Regions from separate parts of the Rattus norvegicus genome. Here regions 1 and 2 are each linked to region 3. The links are chromatin contacts, called in public Hi-C maps. All regions are on one chromosome and are shown on one strand. The core of a region is the stretch at or near the end of the contact, and the rest is flanking DNA. Distances in the headings are between cores, read along the strand shown.

Region 1 (2,846 bases), core at 147-2,646, 340 kb before region 3:
GTGGTCAGTGCTGAGGAAATTCCTGTTGGTCTCACAGTTCGGCATCTGGCATAGAGGAAGCTTGTACTATAAAGTTCAATGTTCTGGGAGAAGGCCCTTAGAAGAGGGTCCTCGTGTATAAAATTTGTGTAGAGTTTAAAAATGGCTACCAGCCTGTGTCAGAGGTGGTGGCTTTAGATATTGCTCTAAAGGGCAGAAATGGGAAGACACAGAACTATAACCAGAAACTAAGCCTAAATACCAACTGGCCCTGTGGCTACCTGAGAGAGCACAGGTATGTTCACAGGTATATTTAGATTCTAGACAGTGGGACAAAAGGCTTGGAGGGCAGGCGCTCCAAATCAGAAAGGGTATGAGGTGAGTTCAAAGATGGCCAACAAATGCTAAAAGAAAGAAGAGCTGGGTTTGAAAAGGAAGGTTTGTCATTGGAGATGACCGCACAGATACCAAACCTAACACTCTTAGAAAACAACTGGCAGCCGGGGAGGGTAAGGTGGGGTGGGCAGAGTCTAGGGATGACATTGCTGTCCTCACACTTGCGGGCGAGCACTTCTGATTCAGCCATCTCCGTAAACCTTGATTGATTGATTCTTTAAAAGACATCTAAAACATTGATGTTGTGCACCATAATAAAATGAATATTTTGCAATGACTTAAATCTCTTCTAAAGATGTGTATATGTCTAGTTGACCATCTGACAGAGAGCATTTTCTTTTCTTTTAGTTTTAGGGAACACGTGAGAGATGCCCTGATAGCCAGTGCTGTATTGCACATGCTCAGTTTCCTCTGGTGTCTCTTGCCCGCCTGAGAACATCTTTAGCAGTCGTAAAGCCTTATTATAAGTTTGTTATGTTACAAATCCTAAATTATTCTGATACCCATTTAAGCTACTCTTTTTAAAAAAATATAATCATTACCTTTATTTGTGTAGGTCTTGGCATACATATGGAATCATTACATTTGTTTGTGTATGGCAACTTGCAGGAGTCTCTTCTTTTTTTCTCCGACACGTGGATTCCCAGATTTGATAATTCTTTCCTGCAGTTATTCAGGATTAGAACTACTAAACTTCCCATTCATCAAGAATGAGGTAATCTCTAGGACACACCAGGTATGAGTCATAATGAGCATACGACTGTCCACTATAGCTCAGCTTCTAGCCGCTCTTGCCTCCTGCTCCAGAAAGCTTTCCTTTGCACCACAGAGAGAATCAGCCACTTCCTAACAGACTTACACAACTCACAAAACCCTTTCCCACCGTGCACAGAGCAGTGGATTGTCATCCCTGAAGTTCCTCCGAAGGGCAAAGACCACACTGTTGGACACAGTGGGAACAAGGCAGAAAGTTGCTAGAGAGGCGGGCATTGGTTCAGAAAACCCCGGAGTTGCTCTGTCAGGCAGCTTTCCCACTGAGGTCATATCTAAGAGATGAGTCATGAGGTCAAATGGTTTGTGAACAAAGCAAAAAGGCTCATCCCCTTCCAGCCAAGGCCACCAGACACCAGACACCAGACACCGTGGGCATACACTTCATCTTTGTTTGGTTTTGAGACAAGATCTCCAATATCCAGGTGCCCTTGAACTTACTGTGAGGCTTAGGGTGATCTTGAGCTTCCGATCCTCCTGCTCCAATCTCTTGAGTGCTGGGATTACAGGTGGTACCCATCACAATTGCCCCACATTTTGTGAATCTGGGGCTTGAGCACAGGGCTGCATGCAGCTAGGAGATGGCTTTACCTAATGAGCTACAGCCCAGCCCAGCCCCATCACCTTGTAAACCTACTTATTTAATCACATCTATACATCCCAACCATCGACCAAGCTGGTTTAGAAGGTCAAGCCGAAGAGAAACTTTCCATCTTGCTGAACTTCCCACCATACAGCTGACATTCTCTGTCCTGCTTGCTATGGGTTGATGAGCCTCGGCATTAATTTGGTTTCTCCTCCACTCCTCAAATCCCGAAGTCTGCTGAATCAAAAGAGCCAGGGAGGAAGGGAAGGAAGGGAAGGAAGGGAATGCACACATGTGCTTGTATTCGCCAAGCATCTCAGAAGTAACTTAATAGGGCTCAGGTTGTCTGTGTCTTACTAATCAGTTTTGTTCTGTGGGCTGTTTACAGAGCACTTCTAGTGCGTTTCTAATAAATTAAAATGGGCTGAAGTGGTAAAATGTCCTGAAGATGCAGTGTGCAGTCTGCAAACGGCACAGAGAGGCCATTATGTGAAGAGGAAGTAGGAAAAGCAATCGTAAAATTTTGAAAAATTATGCAATAACCGAGAGCTCGTTGCCCATCTGTATCCATTACAATGATCTGCTTCATAGACATAAATAGAATGGGGAAGTCTCGGATCTGCAGTGCGCTCTAACTTCAGCGGGAGAAATTCAATTAGAGTCTTCAATGAAGAAAATCAGACTGATGCCAACATTTGTCTCTATGCCTCTTTATGCGCTTTTAAAGTTACTCATTAGGTTTCTTTCCTGTTCTTCCCACTTTTCTTCTCAGAAAGCCTCTTTTGTGGCAAGACAAGAAAGGACAATCACTTGGATCTACTGAGGGGGAAGGGGTGGCACCATGCTTGGTGGGGGCATTAAGTTCTGCAATCCACCTTCCCTGAGCACTCCACTGAGCTCCACCAGGACAACATCCTGTCGAACGTTTGCCAAAGAAAAGGACCACACAGATAAGACCGTAAAATTGCCAGGAACTCAGTACAGGTTTTACCACATGCTGATCAAAGGGCTTAACCAAGATGGGTTTTAATCATATTTGGGCACTGGAGACTTCTCAGGCTCAAAGACGTGGTTCTGTGTCTTGTTTCGTTTTGGCAAAGCTCTCTTCTCTTCA
Region 2 (2,981 bases), core at 277-2,776, 490 kb before region 3:
ACCACTTCATTCTGTCCTATCTCCCAGGCCCTAACAATGTCTAAGTGATATTTTTAGAGGACCTACCTTGCTAGAAAGTTGATTGCGAATTAGAACGGAAGTTTAAATTGGGGTTTCCCCACAATTCACATTTAAATAAGAATTTCATCACTGGAAAGTGAATCCCTCCGGCCCTACCATTCTGTAGGGTCTTGGGTTTTGATTTTTATCAGAAGGATACAGGAAAGAAGGATGTTCTTGAGGACCAATCTGGTGGCATCCAGGACCTACTAGTCAGCTGCTTCCTATCGCATGTGATTAACACCAAGAACCCAAACCAGAGAAGGTGAAAAGCTGGGCATTGACCTGACGAGTCTCATGTCAAGTTTAACTTAGAGTTGACCAGATTTGGTGCTTATTCACTCAGTGACCTTCAGCATTCCCACCAGTTGGCATAATCCTTTGCATTCTAGATGTGGAGGAATAGAGCCTGGGCAGACAAGGCACTGGCCTGTGCAAGTAAACACCAGTTCTTACTTGGAGCTTCTGGGTTTGTTGTATATGTCCTGGTCCCACTTTATTGTTAAGTTATTCCTATGTATTCTTCAGATATTGGTTCCATGGCCTCCTGTTCCTTCATACCAGAATCTAGGGCTGCCCAAGCCCCCTGTGTTACAGAGGATGCCTTGAAGAATGGGAATACTGCACACACCCTTGCTGTACTACATTGCTTAGGGAGGGGTGGTGGCAGTGTCACCTCTACGTTTCAGCACAGACGCTTAAAATTCAATTTCTGATCCTCTCATGTGAACACATGGAACTGGGTTTGACCATCTTCCTTGCCACTTTACTCCTGAACTGGGTTTAGATGTTTGCAGACCTTTGCCAAGAGTCTTGCTGGATTAAGACAGTGAAGTTTCCAAAATACCGTGTCTCTGAATAATGTGTGTGTGCATGCGTGTGTGCATGCGTGCATGTGTGCGCATATGTGCACATGTGTGTGCGCACATGTGCACATGTGTGTGCGCAGGTGTGTGCACACGCATGCACATTGATCCCAGAGGTCACTGTCCAGTGTCTTCTTAAATTGCTCTCCATTTTATTTTTTTTTCCTTTTTCTTTTTTTCGGAGCTGGGGACCGAACCCAGGGCCTTGTGCTTCCTAGGCAAGCGCTCTACCACTGAGCTAAATCCCCAACCCCCTCCATTTTATTTTTTAAGACAGGGTCTCTTACTGAACCTGGAGCTCAAACTGATTGTGTAGCCTGGCTGGCCAGCCAGTTCCAGGGATGTTTCTGCTCTGTCTCCCCTCAACCCCCATACTAGGATTACAGATGTGCTCCACTGAACTTGACTTTTTTCTCTCCCTCCCTCCCTCCCTCCCTCCCTCCCTCCCTCCCTCCCTCCCTCCCTTCTCTCTCTCTCTCTGTCCCCCCCCCCCCCCGTTTTCCTTTTTTAACATGAGGCCGAGGATCGGACTCAGTCTTCATATTTATGCTGAGTCATCCCCCCAGGCCCCATGGTGATTTAATGTTATGAACCACAAAAGCGAGAGACAAACCTTGAGGTCCAGGCTCAGGGGTCCAGTTATAATTCACACACTTACAGGCCAGAGAGTTATTTCCAGTCTAACAGAGAAATGAGAAGCACCGCTTGTCTACATGTCATGCTTCTAGGGACAGCAAGTTCCCAGCACCAATTTCCATAGCTCTTGGAAGCCCATGGTCTGACGTTGTACACATGACCTGGTTCTGCTTGGGTGGCAAGGGAAGCTAGCTGGATCCATTTCGTGTCTGAGCCACCTTCATGGCCAAGTGACAGGGTGGAAAGGCCCTTCAGACACTGCCCATCGTCCAACAGCTGTCTCTACTGTTTAAGTATTAATGGCTTAGCTCACTCACAGAGGAGAGAGGCAGGCAATGTCCAACAAGCATTGCCTGATCCTGGGTTCAGTTTGAGCTAATCGTCACTGTTTCTGGAACATACCTATGTGGGTTTTCTCAGTAAGTGCAGCCAGCAAGTCTGAACGCAGCCCTCCTATGCCGACCCACGCGGATCAGCTTGGACTCTCGCTCTGCGACATTGCATCATCTCAAGAGGGCTTTGGGGTGCCCCGCGCCAAGTAGAATTGGCTAAATGATTAACACATGCCTTTAGGAAAAAGCATGGACACTTCTCAGAGGAAGATGGGGCTGAAATCACTGTGGCTACCTCATCTTAAAACCTGAGAGGAATTAATCCCAGAAACCCTTCATTTCTCAATCATAAGTAAGGGTAAAAATTATAAGCAGGGGCCAGGATTCATGGGAGACCAGAGCCACAGAAGAATCTTTTGGGTCCAGGACCCAAGGCAGGAGGCAGTGAGCATTTTAAGTTTCACCCTGACAGATGAAGGTAAATGTAAGCTTTGAGCCCAAGATGTAAAACGGGACAGAATTGTTGCCAGTGAAAGAAAAGAAGGTAAATCCCAGGCATCCTTCATGCTTCCGTTAGGGGGCACTCTTGACTCACAGATCCCTAGGTGTGTTTATCACAGAGCCAGTTTTCTTCCGAGGCAGGTCTGCATGATAGGTGGTCTAAACTGGCAGACTCCGTGCCAAGCAAGGCACGCAAAGCCGAGGGGGGATAATGTGGCATTTCTTCCTGCTTTCACATCAACAGCACATACCCAAGGTTAAGAAAATCAACTTGGGACAAAACTGTGCTCCGGAGCCCCACGCCTCCACTCCCCCGATCCCCACCCGGACCCCAGACCTCGTGGACTGCACTGCCAGGGACTGCCTGAGCCTTCCCCACGGATTGATTGCTGGTTGATTATTCAGAGAGATTTTGTAAATGCAGCTAGGGAAAAGAATCCTCGATGATGGGGTGTTTCCTCTCGCTGGGCAGTCACCAGGGCCGCACAGAGGGAAGAAAGCCAACAGAAAGCCGCTCATCCTTTGTAACTCCAGTATACCCCAGTGCCAGGATGTCTCCCAGTCAGAGGCCAAGCTTCTGTGTGTA
Region 3 (2,700 bases), core at 57-2,556:
AAAGGAGAGAACAACAGATGTTTCGCTGGGTGATTTTTTAAAGTTTTCTTTTTCTTTCAAGTATTATGAAGATTAGTATTTTTCTTAAAAACTCAAAAATCCTGGACTTTCTCATTTTGTTTTATGTTTTTTTTTCCATTTGGAGTATGATGTTGCTAGGCAACCAGTTCACATTTCCCAGCCCACTGAAACTCCTCCTAGCTATCATAGGGGACACCAAACTTCCTGACCGCTCACCAGGCAATTCTCCACTATCACAACACCTACGGGCACCAAGAAGGTGTAGCGGGCCTGGCGTCTTCCCTGAGCCATTTATCCCAACAGGTGAGGAACAGACAGCCCCCAAATCAACAGAAAGTGTGGCGGAAAGGACCACAAGTGCACTTCTCCCTGGTTGCTTGTCGCCCCTTCCTGAAGGCTTTTGTCTTAAATCCTGCGGTGAGTGTTGACCCACCCAGTGACAAGACAGCAATCCCTCAACCACGCAGCAAATATGTTCTACCACCATCGACCGAGCCGGGCGGTAAGGATTCGGAGCGGACGATGTGTCAGTGTCTGCACAGTGGAGGGAGACGTCGGAATTCGTGGGCGGCCTCTAAGGGACCTTAGCTGAGCCCAGAGAGGAGGACCAAGAGCGCTGTGGCCTCACCAACAGAGAGCTGCCAGAGCAAGGAACAACTCCTGTGCAAAGCTCCCTCCGGCGGAGGCGGCCTCGCAGGCGCCGCATCCTAGGGGCGGGGAAAGGTGTGTGACAGACAGAGGCCACGCGCTTCGCAAGGTGTTCCTCTCGGGAAAGAACCCGAGATGCCGCTGTGGGTGTGTCCTGCGATCAGATCTCCAAGAGGACTCCAGCGCGCCTTCCCAAGGTCTGAGACCGGAAGGGGTGCGCCGCTCGGTGCCGGCGGGAACAGCGACTGGGTCAACACTTCCGTTCCGCCAGGGCAACTGCGGCACAGCCAGGGAGCGCACTTCCTATGGCTCTCCACTCGGGACCACGCAAGTGCAAGTCTCCGAGGACGAGGGCGGGAGCGGGATGCCTCCCTAACCTAGGCCCTACGAGTGGCCCAGCCGAGACCTCACGGCTCGCGGTAGCTCGGCCACGTTCCCACCCGCGGCCGAGACCCGGACCCTGACGGCGAGCACCCGATTACCTGCTCCTGCCGCCGCCGCAGTGCTCCCCGCGCTATTGCGCGTCACACCCGGCTTTCAGGCACGTGCTCCGGGACACGGGACACGCAACCCCCCTCCCGGTGACTGCGGGTCCGGGAACCCACGTTGGGGCAGCCCACGCACCACCCGGCGTCCAGAACCTCCTCACCGGAAGTTGATTTCCACCTAGGCCCGCCCAGGCCTGCGCGCGGCGCTCCAGTCATCCGCGGTCGCATCACATGACCCCCAAGCTGAGGCCAGCTGAGCCTCATCTGGAGAGAGACCTAACCTGTGAAATGGACTAACCTGGTTTCACTACCCTGACCATCCTGATCCGTCCCTTAAACTTTGTCCTGAGCCAAAACAAACTATCCACTAAATATTCCTCCTACAAGAGATTCAGCAGGCTAGGGCACAAGAAGAACCTCCTAGTTGAGTGATCCTCAGGTAATTGCTCTCTGCGATAGATTGGCTTCGACTTAATGCTTTTCCTGACCTTTCTCAAGATCTACCTCCTAGTAAGGGTTCTCACTCTCCCTTAGTGGCAGACCCATCAAACCACATACCAAATCAAAATCTTTCTCCTGTCCAGAACTCGAATCTACCACAGAAGAGCCTTCTGCTCCCTTTGCCTCTTACAAGCAACCAAAAAAAATTGAGAACTGAATAAAGCACCTGGCACTATGACTTGCTCAAGAAATGTTTGACATGCTGTCTGGTCCTGTTGGCTTAGCAGAACTCTCAAGTTCCTGAACGTTACTAGGCTGAAAGCTTCTCTGAATTTTGAAGATCCGTGGCGCTGGGACTATAGCACCTGTAATCACTCTATCATAGCAGTTCATTCATATTCTGTTAAAGATGGTTGATTTTTCAGCCGCTCGACATCCTTATATCAAAGCTGTCCTTTTCCTGAGGGGAAGACACACACACATACTTGATAGGTTTTTGTTTGAAGGGGAGAGTAGTTGTATAGACTGTCATGACTGTTACGTGGAAATGGTCAACAGATAGCACACTTCTCAGATGATTTAAACAACATTCACTTAATTTTTATTGAATGTGTGCTATTTACTTGGGACTAGTCAAGTGGTAACAATCTGGGAGTGAACTAGATACGTCCAAGATGTTTTACTGCCCAGTACCCTAATCTTTGAGTGTAAGTCTGTGGGCAACTTCTACTCTTCATACAAGGGGCATTTGTTGGGAATTGCTTTTCTCTTCCTTCCATGGAACAAAATTGAACTGTCTTTAATCTCTAATCAAAGTGGGAAGTGTCAACCGGATCTTGACACAAATCCACTGAACTGGGCAACCTGAAATCATTAGTGAACGGCTGTAATCCTGAGAAGATCACCTCTTCTGATCTTTTTCCACCCCACCCATTCTTTGCAGAAACAAGGTGTGTTTCTCTTAGATAAATCTGATGCTTCTTTACACATGTATACTTTTATTACCAGTTCAGTGACAAGTCAAGGACCACTTCTTACTTGTATACTCAGCAAGCTGTTTTCCATTTCTCCTTGTACATCTAGAGTCTGGTAGTCAAGAAAG

Evidence for each region. Hi-C and Micro-C count contacts between places; a contact is called where the count stands out from the background.
Region 1: a contact with region 3 is called in a Hi-C map of Schwann cells, with 2.8 times the contacts expected there. The contact joins the enhancer-like site here to the promoter of Ccdc91 in region 3. A contact is called at or near these places in 2 of 12 Hi-C or Micro-C datasets (Schwann cells and mammary epithelial cells).
Region 2: a Hi-C map of the A7r5 cell line shows a contact between it and region 3, with 2.7 times the contacts expected there. The contact joins the enhancer-like site here to the promoter of Ccdc91 in region 3. A contact is called at or near these places in 4 of 12 Hi-C or Micro-C datasets (the A7r5 cell line, Schwann cells, hepatocytes and 1 more).

What each region holds. Positions count from the first base shown.
Region 1 is chr4:182,469,256-182,472,101 of GRCr8, reverse strand. No RefSeq gene overlaps it. Among named protein-coding and RNA genes, the nearest start is that of Far2, 230 kb to the left of the region's middle. Within about 2 kb of position 1,396, at least 6 of the 93 cell types and tissues checked have an H3K27ac peak or open chromatin away from gene starts, as enhancers often do. A contact at or near this core is called in Schwann cells, where this site is marked.
Region 2 is chr4:182,619,831-182,622,811 of GRCr8, reverse strand. No RefSeq gene overlaps it. Among named protein-coding and RNA genes, the nearest start is that of Far2, 84 kb to the left of the region's middle. Within about 2 kb of position 1,526, at least 3 of the 93 cell types and tissues checked have an H3K27ac peak or open chromatin away from gene starts, as enhancers often do. A contact at or near this core is called in the A7r5 cell line and hepatocytes, where this site is marked.
Region 3 is chr4:182,131,579-182,134,278 of GRCr8, reverse strand. It overlaps Ccdc91 (coiled-coil domain containing 91), which reads right to left and starts at 1,306. Exons shown (of 13, transcript NM_001014061.1): 1 at 1,152-1,306.